3 separate regions of the Zea mays genome follow, and regions 2 and 3 are each linked to region 1. The links are chromatin contacts, called in public Hi-C maps. All regions are on one chromosome and are shown on one strand. Each heading gives the region's core, a stretch centred on a gene start, on an enhancer-like site or on the middle of the called end of the contact. The rest is flanking DNA. Distances are from core to core; before and after follow the strand shown.

What was found. A called contact is a pair of places that touch in the nucleus more often than the background predicts.
Region 2: a Hi-C map of leaf shows a contact between it and region 1, with 8 times the contacts expected there. The contact joins the promoter of LOC100194254 here to the promoter of LOC103627272 in region 1. A contact is called at or near these places in 4 of 25 Hi-C or Micro-C datasets (ear, leaf and tassel).
Region 3: a Hi-C map of leaf shows a contact between it and region 1, with 5 times the contacts expected there. The contact joins the promoter of LOC542190 here to the promoter of LOC103627272 in region 1.

The regions. Positions count from the first base shown.
Region 1 is chr5:174,877,344-174,882,398 of Zm-B73-REFERENCE-NAM-5.0, reverse strand. It overlaps LOC103627272 (protein FAR1-RELATED SEQUENCE 5), which reads left to right and starts at 2,763. Exons shown (of 3, transcript XR_553521.4): 1 at 2,763-3,083; 2 at 3,179-5,055.
Region 2 is chr5:174,654,131-174,659,185 of Zm-B73-REFERENCE-NAM-5.0, reverse strand. LOC100194254 (Tetratricopeptide repeat (TPR)-like superfamily protein) reads left to right here and starts at 2,762. Exons shown (of 1, transcript NM_001139295.2): 1 at 2,762-4,016. The coding sequence starts at 2,846. The coding sequence ends at 3,832. LOC100382511 (Alkaline/neutral invertase CINV2) reads left to right here. Exons shown (of 4, transcript NM_001175248.1): 3 at 139-697; 4 at 1,137-1,836. The coding sequence ends at 1,435. It overlaps LOC103627269, which reads right to left. Exons shown (of 5, transcript XM_008647558.2): 5 at 4,429-5,055.
Region 3 is chr5:175,070,816-175,075,870 of Zm-B73-REFERENCE-NAM-5.0, reverse strand. It overlaps LOC542190, which reads left to right and starts at 2,325. Exons shown (of 9, transcript NM_001111804.1): 1 at 2,325-2,444; 2 at 2,543-2,617; 3 at 2,757-2,858; 4 at 2,997-3,050; 5 at 3,175-3,267; 6 at 3,600-3,692. The coding sequence starts at 2,325.

The sequences.
Region 1 (5,055 bases), core at 1,514-4,013:
CTCACAAGTCCGTTGCAAAGTGATGCACATATTTAGGGGGAGATGTGTTACAACTTGACCCTTTGAGACTTCCACTGCACTCCGATGAGAGGGTAACTTATTCCAAGTTCATCTCATGTCCTTTTATTGCCTTTGCATTCTTATTGAAGATTTTGGTAAGGCAATGGGGTTCAAGGGCCAAGATTAATCCCGTTTTGGTGCTTGATGCCAAAGGGGGAGAAAATAAAGGCCAAAGCGATAAATGGATCAGCTACCACTTGAGAGATTTTGAAAGTAGTAGAATAGAGCTTTTGGTTTGTCAAAACTCTTTTATTGTCTCTCTTGACAAAAGTTGGCTTCTTGTGGGGAGAAGTGTTGATTATAAGAAAAAGGGGAATCTTTGAAATCTGAATCAATTTCTCTTGGAATGACTCTCTTTATGTCTTAACATGTGTGTTTGACTTAAAGGGTGATCCATATATGTCAAAATTGAACCAAAACAATTTGAGTTCTTATTTGAATTAATTTTGTATTTGTTCTACTTGCTTTATATTGTGTTGGCATAAATCACCAAAAAGGGGGAGATTGAAAGGGAAATGTGCCCTTGGACCATTTCTAAGTATTTTGGTGATTTAGTGTCCAACACAAGTGCTTAAATGTAAAATGGTGGACAAAGTACAAATCAAGGATAAAGGTATGTTTCTCAGACTTAGTACATTGTTTTATGGACTAATGTATTGTGTCTAAGTGCTGGAAACAGGAAAAATCCAATTGGAAATGTCTTGGCTCGGGCAGCCAAGAATCTGCTCAGTCTGGGAGCACCGGACTGTCCGGTGGTGCACCGGACAGTGTCCGGTGCGCCAGGCTGGTTCGAGCGAAGTCGCCGCTCTCGGGAATTCACCGGCGACGTACGACTATAATTCACCGGACTGTCCGGTGAGCCAACAGTCGGCCGGGCCAACGGTCGGCCGCGCGATCTGCGCGGGACACGTGGCTGAGCCAACGGCTAGAAGGGGGCACCGGACTGTCCGGTGCGCCAACGGCTCTCTGGCTGCCAACGGTCGGCTGCGCCAGTTAAGGAAAGAAATCGGGCACCGGACAGTGTCCGGTGTGCACCGGACTGTCCGGTGCGCCACGCGACAGAAGGCAAGAATTGCCTTCCCAGATTGCTCTCAACGGCTCCTAGCTGCCTTGGGGCTATAAAAGGGACCCCTAGGCGCATGGAGGAGTACACCAAGCATCCTTTGAGCACTATTGATCACTCACACATCATTCTTGCGCACTTGTTCGACATTCTAGTGATTTGAGCTCCGTTCTAGTGTGCTAGTCTTTTTGAGCTCAAGTCTGGGTCTTGTGTGTGCGTATTCGCTGTGATCTTTGTGTCCTGTGTGAGTTGCTAATCCCTCCCTTGCTCTGTGCTTCTTTGTGAACTTCAAGTGTAAGGGCGAGAGGCTCCAAAGTGTGGAGATTCCTCGCAAACGGGATTAAGAAAAGCAAAGCAAAACACCGTGGTATTCAAGTGGGTCTTTGGACCGCTTGAGAGGGGTTGATTGCAACCCTCGTCCGTTGGGACGCCACAACATGGAGTAGGCAAGCGTTGGTCTTGGCCGAACCACGGGATAACCACCGTGCCATCTCTGTGATTGATATCTTTGTGGTTATTGTGTTTTGTTGAGACTCTACTCTAGCCACTTGGCAATTATTGTGCTAACCTTAACCAAGTTTTGTGGCTTAAGTTTTAAGTTTTATAGGATCACCTATTCAACCCCCCTCTAGGTGCTCTGAACTATGCACTGTCACCACAAACATCCATATGCCTCAGTTATTTTTCAGCAAAAAAACCAAGTGTAGTATACTGTTCACTATTTTGAAAGAAAACATCATAGGGCAAAGCAACTAGATCATCTCATATTATCACAAGTCTCAGTTCAATATTTTCAATGAAACAACAACAAACAGCCTGATGCCCTCAAATGAATATAACAGGCATATTAACTCACATTGTCAACTATGCACTGTCACCACAAACATCCATATGCCCTCAGCTAATTTTCATAAAAAGACCTAGTGTAGTCAGTTCAATATTTTCAAAGAAAACATCACAGGGCAAAGTAACTATATCACCTCACATGTATCACAAGCCTCAAAACTGCACTCAGGTTACTTTAATTCCATCATAGGGCTGCTACAAACCACATGGCGCAGATATCTCAAGCATTGGCTCAGTAAAAGTTTCAGAATACAAACCTCATAGTATTTGGCCAATGTCTCCTGAGCACAAATGACGATTGCACTCGCCTGTTGATAAGAACACATAGCACTTTTTTCCGCCTCCACAGCGGATTCAAGAACATCAAGCATAGAAACCACATGGTTACCTACTGATGCTGTGGCGTAGAGATCACTAGCAATCACACAGGCGACAGCAGAAGCACTCAATGTGTCACGGGCTGCATCAACGATCGCTGAGAACTTCTGGGCACATAGCTCAGCGGCAGATTCCATGCTGGAATCCATAGCTGCAAACCCTAGGGTTACATAAGAAGATAGGAGATCTCACCAGCGTCAGAGGCGCGAGAATGGCCCTCGGCGCAGGATCCGCCCTGGACGGAACTAAATCAGTAGGGAAGGGCGAGATTTGGTGAAGGACAGGGCAGGCAGGCACCGCAGTGCGCGACGAACAGAGCCGAGGGAGGAAGACGACGATCAGGGAAGAAGGGAAGGGAGAATGGAATACGCTCGAAGACGGCGGCCAGGGAAGTAACGGAGCGAACGGACGGGAACACGAGAAATGCTAATGACCATTAATGCAGTGCGATGCTAATTCTTCAAAACGGGTGAGATTATAATACCACGGATTCAATTACGACGATAATGATGCCAATAGTCTGAAGTCCGCCGAACGGAGTGGCACGGTTGCGAAATTCTCCTCCCCAACCCATTTCGTTCGCCGCCAGCGACGCCGGCACACAACAAGTGAGACCCCGGTTTCCTTCCGCCGTAGTTTTCCCTTCATCGTCCTCCTCCTCCGTTCCACTAGCAACACCGGAGCGGAGCGGAGATCCACTCTCCGGACTTAGACCGGTTTCCTTCTCCGTGTGGCGGTAAGGCATAAGCAACCCTAGCTTTCTCGGATTAAATCCCTTCCACGCCGCTTGGTGCCCTACTGATGCAATCCATCCATGCTTCGATTTGGTAGAGTTCAATACCTGACTCGGGTGCCCCTTCCCCATGTCGCACGTCGAGCCCGCCGCCGCCGGAGTGGACCAAGTCGGCGAGGGGACGGTCGTGCCGCACGACAACGGTGTCAGCGGCACCGGGGGTGACGTGGCCACCACGGAAGCGCAAGTGGCTGTTGCCGTTTCCACCTCCGGCGACGAGAGGCGGGGGGATTACGGCGATGATGCAGAGAACGAGGAGGAGGAGGAGGCCGCAACGGTGCAGGGCAGCAAGGAGGGCACTGACGAGCTGCTCCGGAAGGTGGTGTGCAGCGAAGAGGCCGCCTACAAGCTCTACTGCGATTACGGCCACCGCATGGGGTTCAGCATCCGGAAAGGGAAGCAGTCCTACTTCACCGGCACCAAGCGGATACGCACCAAGGACTACTTCTGCTCCAAGGAGGGGCTCAAGGAAGGGGAGAAGCTCACTGATGCAAATTTCAACGACCCCCACACCAGGACCAATTGCAGGGCCATGGTGCGGTTCAGGGTGAATGATCAGGGGGAGTGGAAGGTTATCCGACTGGTATCTGATCATAACCACAACCTGGCAAGGCCTGAGGAACGACATCTTTTGCGGTCTGCAAGGTCGCTTATAGCAGGGCGGTCAAGTTCTGTGGAGGTGATGTTGTATGGGGGTTATCAGGTGCAAGGTGGGGCTCCACAATTGCCTACAGGGAGTACTAGTGCAACCAACAATGTGGAGAATCAGAAGCAAGATTTGCTCCTCGGCTACGGTGCTGCGACAAAGACACTGACTATAGGAACTGGGGATGTGCAGAGCCTTGTGAGCCATCTGAAAAGCAGGGCAAATGAAGATGGTATGTTTTACTGGGATGTTCAATTGGACCGAGGTGGTCGGATGACTAATTTCTTTTGGCGTGATGGGAGGAGCAGGACTGACTATGACTGTTTCTGTGATGTGGTCGTGTTTGATTCAACTTACCGCTTGAGCAAACATAACCTGATATGTGCACCGTTTGTTGGCGTCAATCATCATTGGCAGACCACTATGTATGGTTGCGCACTTTTAGCTGACGAGTCTACGTCAGCTTTTGTGTGGCTGTTCAAGTCTTTCTTGGAGTCCATGGGGAACCGACATCCACAATCTATTTTCACAAATCTAGATCAAGTTGTGACAAAAGCGGTTGAGGAGGTCTTCCCAAATGCACGCCATCGCATTGCTCATTGGCACATCCAAAAGAATGCCCACTCTCGTCTGGGTGCTCTTAATGTCTCAAAAACATTCAATAAGATGTTCACCAAGTGCATACAGGGATGTGACTCCGAAGCAGAGTTTGAGGAAACATGGGCTCAAATGCTCTGTGAATTTAAGTTGCAAGATAACAAGTGGCTTAAAAAATTGTATAAGCTCAAACAGAAGTGGTGTAGTGCTCTTAACAACTGCACCTTTGATGGTGGGATCGAGTATGAACCACAATGTGACAGTATGAGCAACATGTTTAATAATGTTTCTGATAAGTTGACTTCTCTTTGTGCAATTGCTGTTGCTGTGGATAAACAGACTGAAGATTGGAGGGAAAAAGAATTAGATGAGGATGCACGGTGTTTCCAAAGGCCACCTGCTTGCATCATAAAATACAGTGATATTTTGAATCATGCAGCAAAGGTTTATACACATAGAATCTACAAACTGTTTGAGACAGATTTTCTTGATGGGTGTGGAGCCACAAAATTCAAAGAGCTTCCGTGTCAAGATAACAATACATATCAATTTGAGATGACTATGCAAGGGCGAGGATCAAGAGTTTGCACAGTTCATTTCAATATGTCTATGATGCAATTAAGTTGCAGCTGCAGTAAGTTTGAGACAATGGGTTTACTTTGCCCACATGCT
Region 2 (5,055 bases), core at 1,513-4,012, 220 kb after region 1:
TCCTTCCTCCTTTGTTGTTGGCTTTGAACATATGCATGCCAATCTCTAGTTACTTGTGAATGCAATTGTTAATTTTCTTAGCTTGAAATGCTATTTGATTTCTAACTGAGCTTATGTTATTGTCATTCTTACTTGCAGGGTGTATATGGCTACCCTATTGAGATTCAGGCCCTTTTCTTTATGGCACTAAGGTGTGCTCTTCAAATGCTTAAGCATGATAATGAAGGGAAGGAGTTTGTAGAGAAGATTGCTACTCGCCTTCACGCTTTAAGTTATCACATGCGGAGTTATTTTTGGCTCGATTTCCAACAGCTAAATGACATCTATCGTTACAAGACAGAAGAATATTCCCACACTGCTGTCAACAAATTCAATGTCATTCCTGATTCAATTCCGGATTGGCTATTTGACTTTATGCCTTGTCAGGGTGGGTTTTTCATTGGTAATGTCAGTCCTGCCAGGATGGACTTCCGATGGTTCGCACTTGGAAACATGATTGCTATACTTTCTTCCCTTGCAACACCTGAGCAATCTGTTGCTATAATGGATCTTATTGAGGAGCGTTGGGAAGAGCTCATTGGTGAAATGCCTCTGAAGATATGTTATCCTGCTATTGAGAACCATGAATGGCGAATTGTGACGGGCTGTGATCCAAAAAACACTAGATGGAGTTATCATAATGGAGGATCGTGGCCAGGTTAGTGAGCTTCACATGGATTGTTCTTTTTCTCTTTCTGCGGACACTGAACTACAATAAACAATGGGGATGATAATTTAAGTATATACTGGATGTTCCATAATCCATACATTCTATATTTCCATACATTTGTGTTTCTTATATTAAATGATTCCTTTTTACTGACGAGAAGAGCATGTCATCTTCTGTTTTATTGAACACCGGATGTCTTCCCTTGCTCAAATTTGATATGCATATGGAATTATCTTAATCTGTACCACAGAAGGCAGAATACTTTGGTCCTTATCTGTTCAACGATGTTCCTATTTTCTTATCTTTCTAGTAGAAATTCATAACATGACATGTTGTATCTATTCATTGTTCTTAGTCCAAGGAACCCAAACAGTACGAGCTAGTATTTCCAAACATCGTTTTCATACTCCTGCACATCTTTCTGCAGTACTTCTGTGGCTGCTGACTGCAGCCTGCATCAAAACTGGACGGCCACAAATCGCAAGAAGGGCAATTGACCTAGCAGAAAGGAGGCTGTTGAAGGATGGATGGCCTGAGTACTATGATGGGAAGCTTGGTCGGTATGTTGGCAAGCAGGCGAGGAAATTCCAGACCTGGTCCATCGCGGGGTATTTGGTCGCCAAGATGATGTTGGAAGATCCTTCACATCTCGGCATGATCTCCCTGGAAGAGGATAGGGCAATGTTGAAGCCTGTTTTGAAGCGGTCTGCGTCATGGACAAACTGAGATGGCCACAAAAATTTTTAGGGAAGCAAAGGCTGCTGAAAACACGAGTTCTTGGGGGTAGCATCTCCTTGTCTGCTGATCCGTTTCCTTTGACTTCCAAACATGGATGGTTTGTGTCTTCTGGATTTTCCTTGGTTGTACAATATATCAGCTCGTTTTCTGAGTTGAAAGAAAAAGAAGCAACTGCAGAAATGGGCATTTTGTTTTCTTCTTTCGCAATCTCTGTAAGAAGATACTCTGATTCTTGCTTGGGTCATCCTATAAGTTGTGGATCCTTTTGGTTAGAGTCAACTTTGTTGTGCCAGTGGATTATACGGATGAGTAAGCTGATTCCAGCTTCCCTGTGAAGCATAAGTGCTCTTTCTAACGAATGAATAAAGCTCCTTTCTCTGTGTTGCTGGATGCCTGTGTTTCTATTGCGTTTACTTGACTGCCTGTCTCCCTGCCCTGTGACGACAAGTCATAGAAAGCGTGCCTTGTGTGTCTCTTCCTCCTTTTGTCTCCTAGAGCTTCGCGGTTGTACTTGTGTTCAAGGAAAGAAAACAATTCTGATCCAGCCACCCCTGTTCCCCTCTATACATTTAGGGCTTATTCAATTTGCTCTTAATTCATGTGGATTAGGTGGGATTGGACGAGTTTAAACCTCAAACAAGTTAAAATCTTTTATAATAATGTTTCTAATTCTATTCAATCCACGTGCGGAACAAGACTCAGAAACATCATTCAGTGTAAGAATTTAAGAAATGATTCAAGACATGAGTAGTGCTTCATGCCTGAGTTTGAGACACGACATAGTTCAATCATTCGAGTCGTGCCAATTCGATCCATTTTTTTCGTGTCAGGCTATGTACTTATGTACTGGGCTCTTATTTTCGGTTGGCCATTCTTTTTTCAGGTCTAATCCCCGCTACGCCATGGCTGCTGCCTCGCTACGCCATGAGTAGTGAGAGTGAGAGGCAGAAAATAAAAAATACCTTTAAAATATTAGATTTAGATATTTTTATATTTGTTCAAACTTTTAACTCTATTTGACTGATAATTTAAATCATACAGTACATTTTACGACACGAAGGGCTTGTTTGGGGCAAAGGGTAATGGAAGGGATTGAGGGGACTATAATCCCTCACTATTCAAAATTAAGTAGTAGGGGATTCTTGCCCCCTTAATCCACTACATTACCTTTGATCACAAACAAGCCCGAAGAGTGCACAGCGATTATCATCGGGCTTTCGCCAGCAAATTTTCAAAAGGCAATCAAAATTCTATTGGAGGCCCGAAGTTTAACATATAAGCGGACAAACACAGAAGCCCAGTGCCTGCAACACAGTTCATTTCCAGCCCACTACACCTGTCGAAGGTCGACCACGCTTCCGTCTTCCAGATCTCGGCAATCTCCATCCCCGCTACGCCATGGCTGCTGCCTCCTCCCCAACCTTCCCGCCGCCGGCGACCGACGTCGCCGCTCCAGGCGTCCCCGATCTCTCGATCCCCTACGACCTGGCCACCCGCGGGCAGTGGCAGGCGCTCTTCTCCCACCTCTCCCATCCGGCCCACACGCCCCATCCGCACCACCGCCTCCTCCTCTCCGCTCTCTCCGCCCTCTGCCTGGCCAAGCTCCGACGCTTCCCCGACGCCGCTGCGCTTCTAGCTTCCCTCCACCCGGATCCGGCCTGCCCGCCGCCACCCTTCCTCATCCGCCTCCTCCATGCTCTCCTCCCACTCTTCCTCCCCGACCGCCCCCTCGCGCTCGACCGCCTCTACACGCTCCTCTCCTCCGTCCGCGCACGCCCCAACGCCGGGCACCCCGAGTGGCGCCGCCGCGACGCGCTCGTCGCGTCCGTCCTCGCCGCCGACCACCTCGCCCACCGCGAGTTCGACGTCGCACTCGCGCTCCTCGCCGACATCGCCGGCCGCTACCCGGGCGACCCGGTGCTCCTCTCGCGCCTCGCCTACGCGCACCTCCAGATCGGCAACCTCGGCGCGGCCTCGGCTGCCTTCCGCCACGTGGAGTCCGTGGCCGCCGCGTCCGAGGACCCGACGCGGCATGCCAACCTCCTGGCCCGCAACCGCGCGCTGGAGTGCATCGTGGGCAAGGACTACGCGGCGGCGGTGCGGGAGTACGAGCGCTGCATCGAGGCGGACCCCGCGGACGCCGTGGCCCTCAACAACAAGGCGCTGTGCCTCATGTACTCGCGGGACCTCGGCGACGCCATCAAGGTGCTGGAGGGTGCCCTCGAGAGGGTCCCCACGGCGGCGCTCAACGAGACGGTGGTGGTCAACCTGTGCAGCATGTACGAGCTCGCCTTCGTCAACCACGGCGAGGTCAAGAGGAGCCTTGCTGAGTGGATCGCCAGGGTTGCGCCCGACGACTTCGACACCTCCTGCACGCGCATGTAGGAGGTACTCTGCCTTTTTGCAATTCAGCATTGTAGCCAGCCATGTGTATGGCTGTTATGTCAACATGCTGAAATGTGATTATCTCTGTTTAGATAGCATTCCAATTCAACCAATTTCTGTTTATGTGCATGGAAATTGTGACATGATTGGTATACATGATTGAAAACAAGAGTGAATTGGAGACAGACATGCTGTTGTGATCATACATGCGAAGAATGATGAATCCCAGTTTTTCTCCTCTTGTCATAACTCACAATGATTTATAACCACACCCACCTTAGTACTTGTTCGGTTTTTTCAATCCATATAAATTGAAGAGGATTGATATGGATGAGAACAAATTTTGACTCTAGGATTGAAACCCACTCAATCCATATGGATTGGGGTAGAACCGAACAAAGATCCTTTAAACATGATCTTTAAACATGTAGAGCTGCGAATCCCCATACGCGAAGAGCGCTTGTTTGCGCATCGCCGTTTGGCGCGGCTCCCTCTCCCCAGTGCAGTCCGCTGCCACTCTGGTTGTCTGATTCGAGTGACACTGAAACTCATGATTACACCGAAATAAAATTGAACTCAACATAATGAAACAGTACTGAAAGGTGACATCTCTTGATTCTTTTGTCGCGAGAAAAAAGCGATGTCTGTTTTCACGGGATTCATAGGCAACAAGTACTGCAAAACGCACCTTTTACGCATGTCCGTCATCTAGTAGCGCCTATGTCTACGTTAATCCAGTTTTAAACTGCTGTCATGAACAAATCAGGTGGTCAACTATTGCAAATTATCTCCACAGTCGGGCTAACAACGGGATTAAGAATTATCATGGACTGCAACTAATTACAACTGATGCTTTGGTGGACACAAGTCCGGCTACGTGCTGTGCTAGGGGCTAGGGCCGGACGAAGACGGTGGCAGATGAGACGAGGCACCGTAAATCCTGCGGCTGTGTCGCCATGTCGGCTTAGGACTTTCCTCCATGTCGGCTTGTTCGGTTAGAGGTGGATCTCTTTAATCCATCTCAAACCGAACTAAGGCCTTATTGGGCATGGCGGCTGCGACCTTGCGCCGCGGCCAGGACGGTCACGGGCCAACGGGTGGCTCCATCCAATCCAAACCTTCTGTCCGAGGACAAGTCGGAGAGGCGGGCTGCATTGGCCCGGCCGATCTTGCTGCTAAACTCAACTAATTTATCTGATATAACCCGATCTATTTATTGTCGC
Region 3 (5,055 bases), core at 1,076-3,575, 190 kb before region 1:
AAAAATATTTTGGTAAACTATTCAAATTATTGTTAAGAGGCAAAATAATCTAATTTGTTGACAAAACATTTTGTCAAAATAATTTCAAATATTGTGGAAATAATTTGGATTGTCATAAAAACATGTAATGTCTAAAAAATAGGGCAAAAACTATAATTACACTATAAATGGGGCATTGGTGTAATTATCCCTTGTCTTTTTTATCAAGACTTAACACTGTTAAGTACGGAATCAGTACATACAATAGTTTGTTTTGAAAAAACAGGGGCAAACACGCAAAGTCTAAAAATAGGGACAAATATGCAGTTACACCCTAAAACATGAGCACTGATCCAATTGCCCCTTTTAAATACCATGTTTTTATCCAAAACTGTGGTATTTTTAAAGTTTTGGAAACTCCACTCAGGGTCACAATTTTCTTCTCTTCTCTCTACACATATTTTGGATTTTCAATGGAACAAAATAGATTTCAGTCCTATTTGGAAGTGTAGTATTTTTACAGTTTTGAAATAATACTATAGTATTTGATGATACTATAGTATTAGAATCAAAAGGTGTTTGGTTTGTTCAGACAAAACACAATTTTAAATACCATGGTTTACCCAAAACCGTGGTATTTTTTGAGTTTTCGAAACTCCACTCAGTACCTTATTTTTCTTCTCTTCTCACTAAATATACTTTGTTTTTTCAATGGAACCAAACAGATCTCGGTTTTGAGCAGTAATATGGTTTTACTGTGGTAAAGTAATGCTATAGTATTTGTGTCATGTACAATTGTAAACTATGATATTTGAAAATTACAGTATTTTAAAACTGTATTTTCAAACTGCCCCTTTAGTTTTGGGCAATACTGTGATTTTACTGTGATATATTAATATTGTAGTGTTTGTGTCATGTACAATCGTAAACTATTGTATTTTAAAACTATAATATTTCAAAAACTACATTATCAAACAACTCTTAATGTGCGCCTGACAATATATTAAAATTTATCGACGGCGGCAGCAGTGACTAGAAAAAGAACAGAGAATCAACTGATATCGAAGTGCCTCTCCACTTTCCCATTTACTAATTGCCTTCCGGTTCCGGATGCGCTATCAAGCTGATGTTCTCTCTCTCTGTCCTTTGCACGATGATCGTCCTCCCTCAAATGGATTCTCTGGAGTGGAGGAATTTCCTGTTCTGTGCGCTGGACTGATGCTCTTGCACACCCGACGCCCGAGGAAAGGATTTCGTTTAAGAACGAGGACCAAATCGCAAAAAAACTGCTAAATGGTAGGGGTGACCATTTTAAAACTAAAAACCGAACCTGAACCCTAACCAAACCCGAATAGATCGAATTATTAGACTATTCGGATTTTAGGGTTTGAATTCGGTTTCCACATGTGTTACATTTTAGGGTACATGTTCAAGTTTAGTTCCTAACTTTTAAAACCCTATACCCTAGACTGAATAACCCGATTTTTTTAATAAAAAAGCTCTTAATATGTGATGATTATGTGATTTATAAACTTGTTAGCTAAAAATTATAATGTTATCTTAATAATATTATATATATATATATATATCTATATGCTATTTTTTATATTCACTTATTGTAATAATAGTACTTCTAATTAACTATTTATTGTATATATTTTAAGAAAACATACTAGTGTATCTAATATTTGGATCTATTCGGTGGACCGAACTAAAACTGTGGATCTATTCGGTGGACCGAACTAAAACTGTGAATCTATTTGAGTTTGATTTCTAAAATTATTTTAAAAATTCCGTTTCTTAATTTTTAAACTCGAAATTTCACAAATTCGAAGAGAGCAAACCAAATTATATTAATATACCGAATGCCTAAACGGCAGTCCGTCGCAGAGAAAGAGGACCGAAACACCGAGATCTGGGACCACCAGCACCACCGTCATCATCGTGCTTCCAGTCCATTCCCTGTTGCCGCATGCACAATTGCACACACACACGGCGTGCCGCATCGTGTAAACACCAGGGACCCGCGCGATCGCACGCCTATTCTAGGCGCAAACCCAAGCGCGGAGACAAAGCACGCAAGCAAGGGCCCCCCGCCGCTGTAACTAACCGAACGAGGAGGACAAGAAAGCCTCCTCGTTAAGATTGGAATCCAGCCAGAGACAGGGCCAGTCTCCAGTCTCCACCCACCGTTCCCTCCCCTCCCCTCCCCTCCTCTCCCCTCCCCTGTCGAGTCCGGCTGTCCCCACGACCCCCACGCCACGCGCTCTCTCCCGCTCCTCGCAACGGCAAAACCCCAGCGAATTCCCCACGCGCCCGCCAGCTCGGCGGCGGCCCAGGGATCCATGGAGAAGTACGAGCTGCTCAAGGACATCGGCTCCGGCAACTTCGGCGTGGCGCGGCTCATGCGGAACAAGGACACCAAGGAGCTCGTCGCCATGAAGTACATCCCGAGGGGGCTCAAGGTGCGGCCGCCCGCCCTCCCCCGGTTCCAGTCCTCGCGTTCGATCCCAGGCCTCCCCGGAATTTTCGGTCCTCACGGTTTACCTTCCCTGCCCCGCAGATTGACGAGAATGTGGCGAGGGAGATCATAAACCACCGCTCGCTGCGGCACCACAACATCATCCGCTTCAAGGAGGTGAGCCAAAAGGATTTCCCGGACGGGAGTGCTTCCTGCACGCCTCCGATGCTGCTGCAGGCGCTGGAGATTTTTTTCCCCCGTCCCTCCTTATTCTCTTGTCCGTTTCATCAGTTAGGGCCCCCCCTTCTTTCTCTAGGTCGTGCTCACGCCCACGCACCTCGCCATCGTCATGGAGTACGCCGCCGGCGGCGAGCTCTTCGACCGGATCTGCAGCGCCGGCAGGTTCAGCGAGGACGAGGTGATCGCTCGTTCGTTCATTCCAATCAGGCGGCTCCGGCTCGGGAGCCTCTCCTGCTGTTTTTCCCCCAAAACCATTTGGGTTCGGCTTGACTGACGTGCTATTCTCTCTTCCTTTTTTTTATTAATCCTACGACAGGCGAGGTATTTCTTCCAGCAGCTCATCTGCGGTGTCAGCTACTGCCACTTCATGGTGAGAACACACCGACTAGTAAAAGCGAAGTGTTTTCTTTCTGCAACAAAATGCTACCCAGGAAAAAAAAATATCCTTGCTGAAGAGGTGTGCGACTGCGAATTTTGTTTGGATTCATTCGCAGCAAATTTGTCACCGGGACTTGAAGCTGGAGAACACGCTATTGGATGGCAGCCCGGCTCCGCGGCTAAAGATCTGCGACTTTGGCTACTCTAAGGTACCAATTTTTTGTTGTTGTTTTCCTTTTGTTAATTAGCTGGCCAGTTTCCTGTGAGATTTCTTTTTCAAGGGGTACTGAAAGAGGCCTTTCTTGCTTAGCCTGCCATGCTGGGAAGACCAAAATTTTGACACGAAACTGTGCCGCCTTTTCTCACACTCGCACTGCTTATTGAACTCGTGCCTTTTATTTCCTTGTTAAAGAAAGATAATCAAAATTGACCCCTTTCTCCAGCTTCATGGAAAAATCGCTCACAAAAAAAGGAGAATGAGGCAATACTTAACAAATACTGTAGCAGTGTGGTCAGCTGCTAACACCTTTCTTTGCCCCAGTCATCGCTGCTGCATTCAAAGCCTAAATCCACCGTTGGAACTCCGGCGTACATAGCTCCGGAGGTGCTCTCCCGCCGGGAATATGACGGCAAGGTCAGTGCTGTGATTTTTTCATCCTTTTTTTTACTTACGTTTATAGCACTGCAGCTACGCTACCTATCGCACTCCCTTCTTGAACCTTTGGCAAGCCATCGCCTCTACTTGTGATGTTGCCAGTCTGCTCTGTGCCTCTGTGATGCTGACCGTACTGTAGCAGTCCTAGTCCCACAACTCCTTCGCATGTCCTGGACCCAGTGCATGACAGCACCACTTGCATTGCCATGTGGCCCCGGTACGGCATGAGTTTCTGCCTTATGGACCGGGCTTCCTTCTCTAATCAGCGATTTTGGATTTTTGGACTTTCGTCCTTAGGCCTACTAGGCAGGGTGTGGACCTGGCCCCACACGCCAGCATTGGCTTGTTATCCCTATCTCTGTAGAGAGATTCCAAATCCCAACTTCCAAGTACTACAATTATTTGTGTTGACAATTTTGTCAAAGCAGCATGGGGGACAGCTTGTCTAAAGAAATCTTCATTGTGTGTCCCTGGGGCATTTTTTTTTCACGTAACTTGTCTGATGTTGAACTTTGCCCCAGTGGGTTATGCCTGCTTCTCTTTCATGCATAGATTCATACTCTGTTACATGTCTTGTCTTCGTGGCATTTGTGGCCTTGTGGGTAGTGATCTATGATGGCAGTTTGATTTGTGGAGAAAAGCACAAGATTCTGTTGATGCAAATCTTACTGCCATGCTTAAATTAATGATCTTCTTAAAGTGAGGATTAATAAAAGAGATCTTGTGCACTTTGTATTCTGGTGAACCCTTGACCCGGCAAACTTTTCTCTTAAACCCCCGCAGAAATTCCAAAATGTCATTTTCATATCTTTAGATACATGAAAAGGAAAATCACTGAAAAGTAAAAAGAACTGAAGTCCTTGCTCATGTACCGTAGGCATGTTTACAAGTTCTATTTTGTTCCCTTGTGTCATACTTCTATGTCCTTCTCATGACCATTTTCCCAGCATTTTTCCTGTTTTACACCCTGTCTCAAAATAGTTGTTGCTATGGTATTCATTTCGGTCAAAGTTTTTTCAAATTTGACTAGATTTCTAGAAAGTATTAGCAACATTTCTATCTCCAAATAAGTTTATTATTGAAAACAAATTTAAAAATATTTGTAATGGTACCAATCATGTGCTATCAATATTAATATTTTCTTGTATATATTTGGTCAAAGATAAAAATGGTTGACTTCTCGAAAAGCGGGAATGTTAACTGTTTTGGGACACACAGAGTAGTTCATATGTGCAATGATCTCTGCCCTCTCAGGCCTTATCTTCCCGTTGGTTGCCTGTGGTCCTTCAGTGCTGTTTATCTTTAACCTTTGCTCTCTTTTCAAACTTCTTTACTGGTCGCC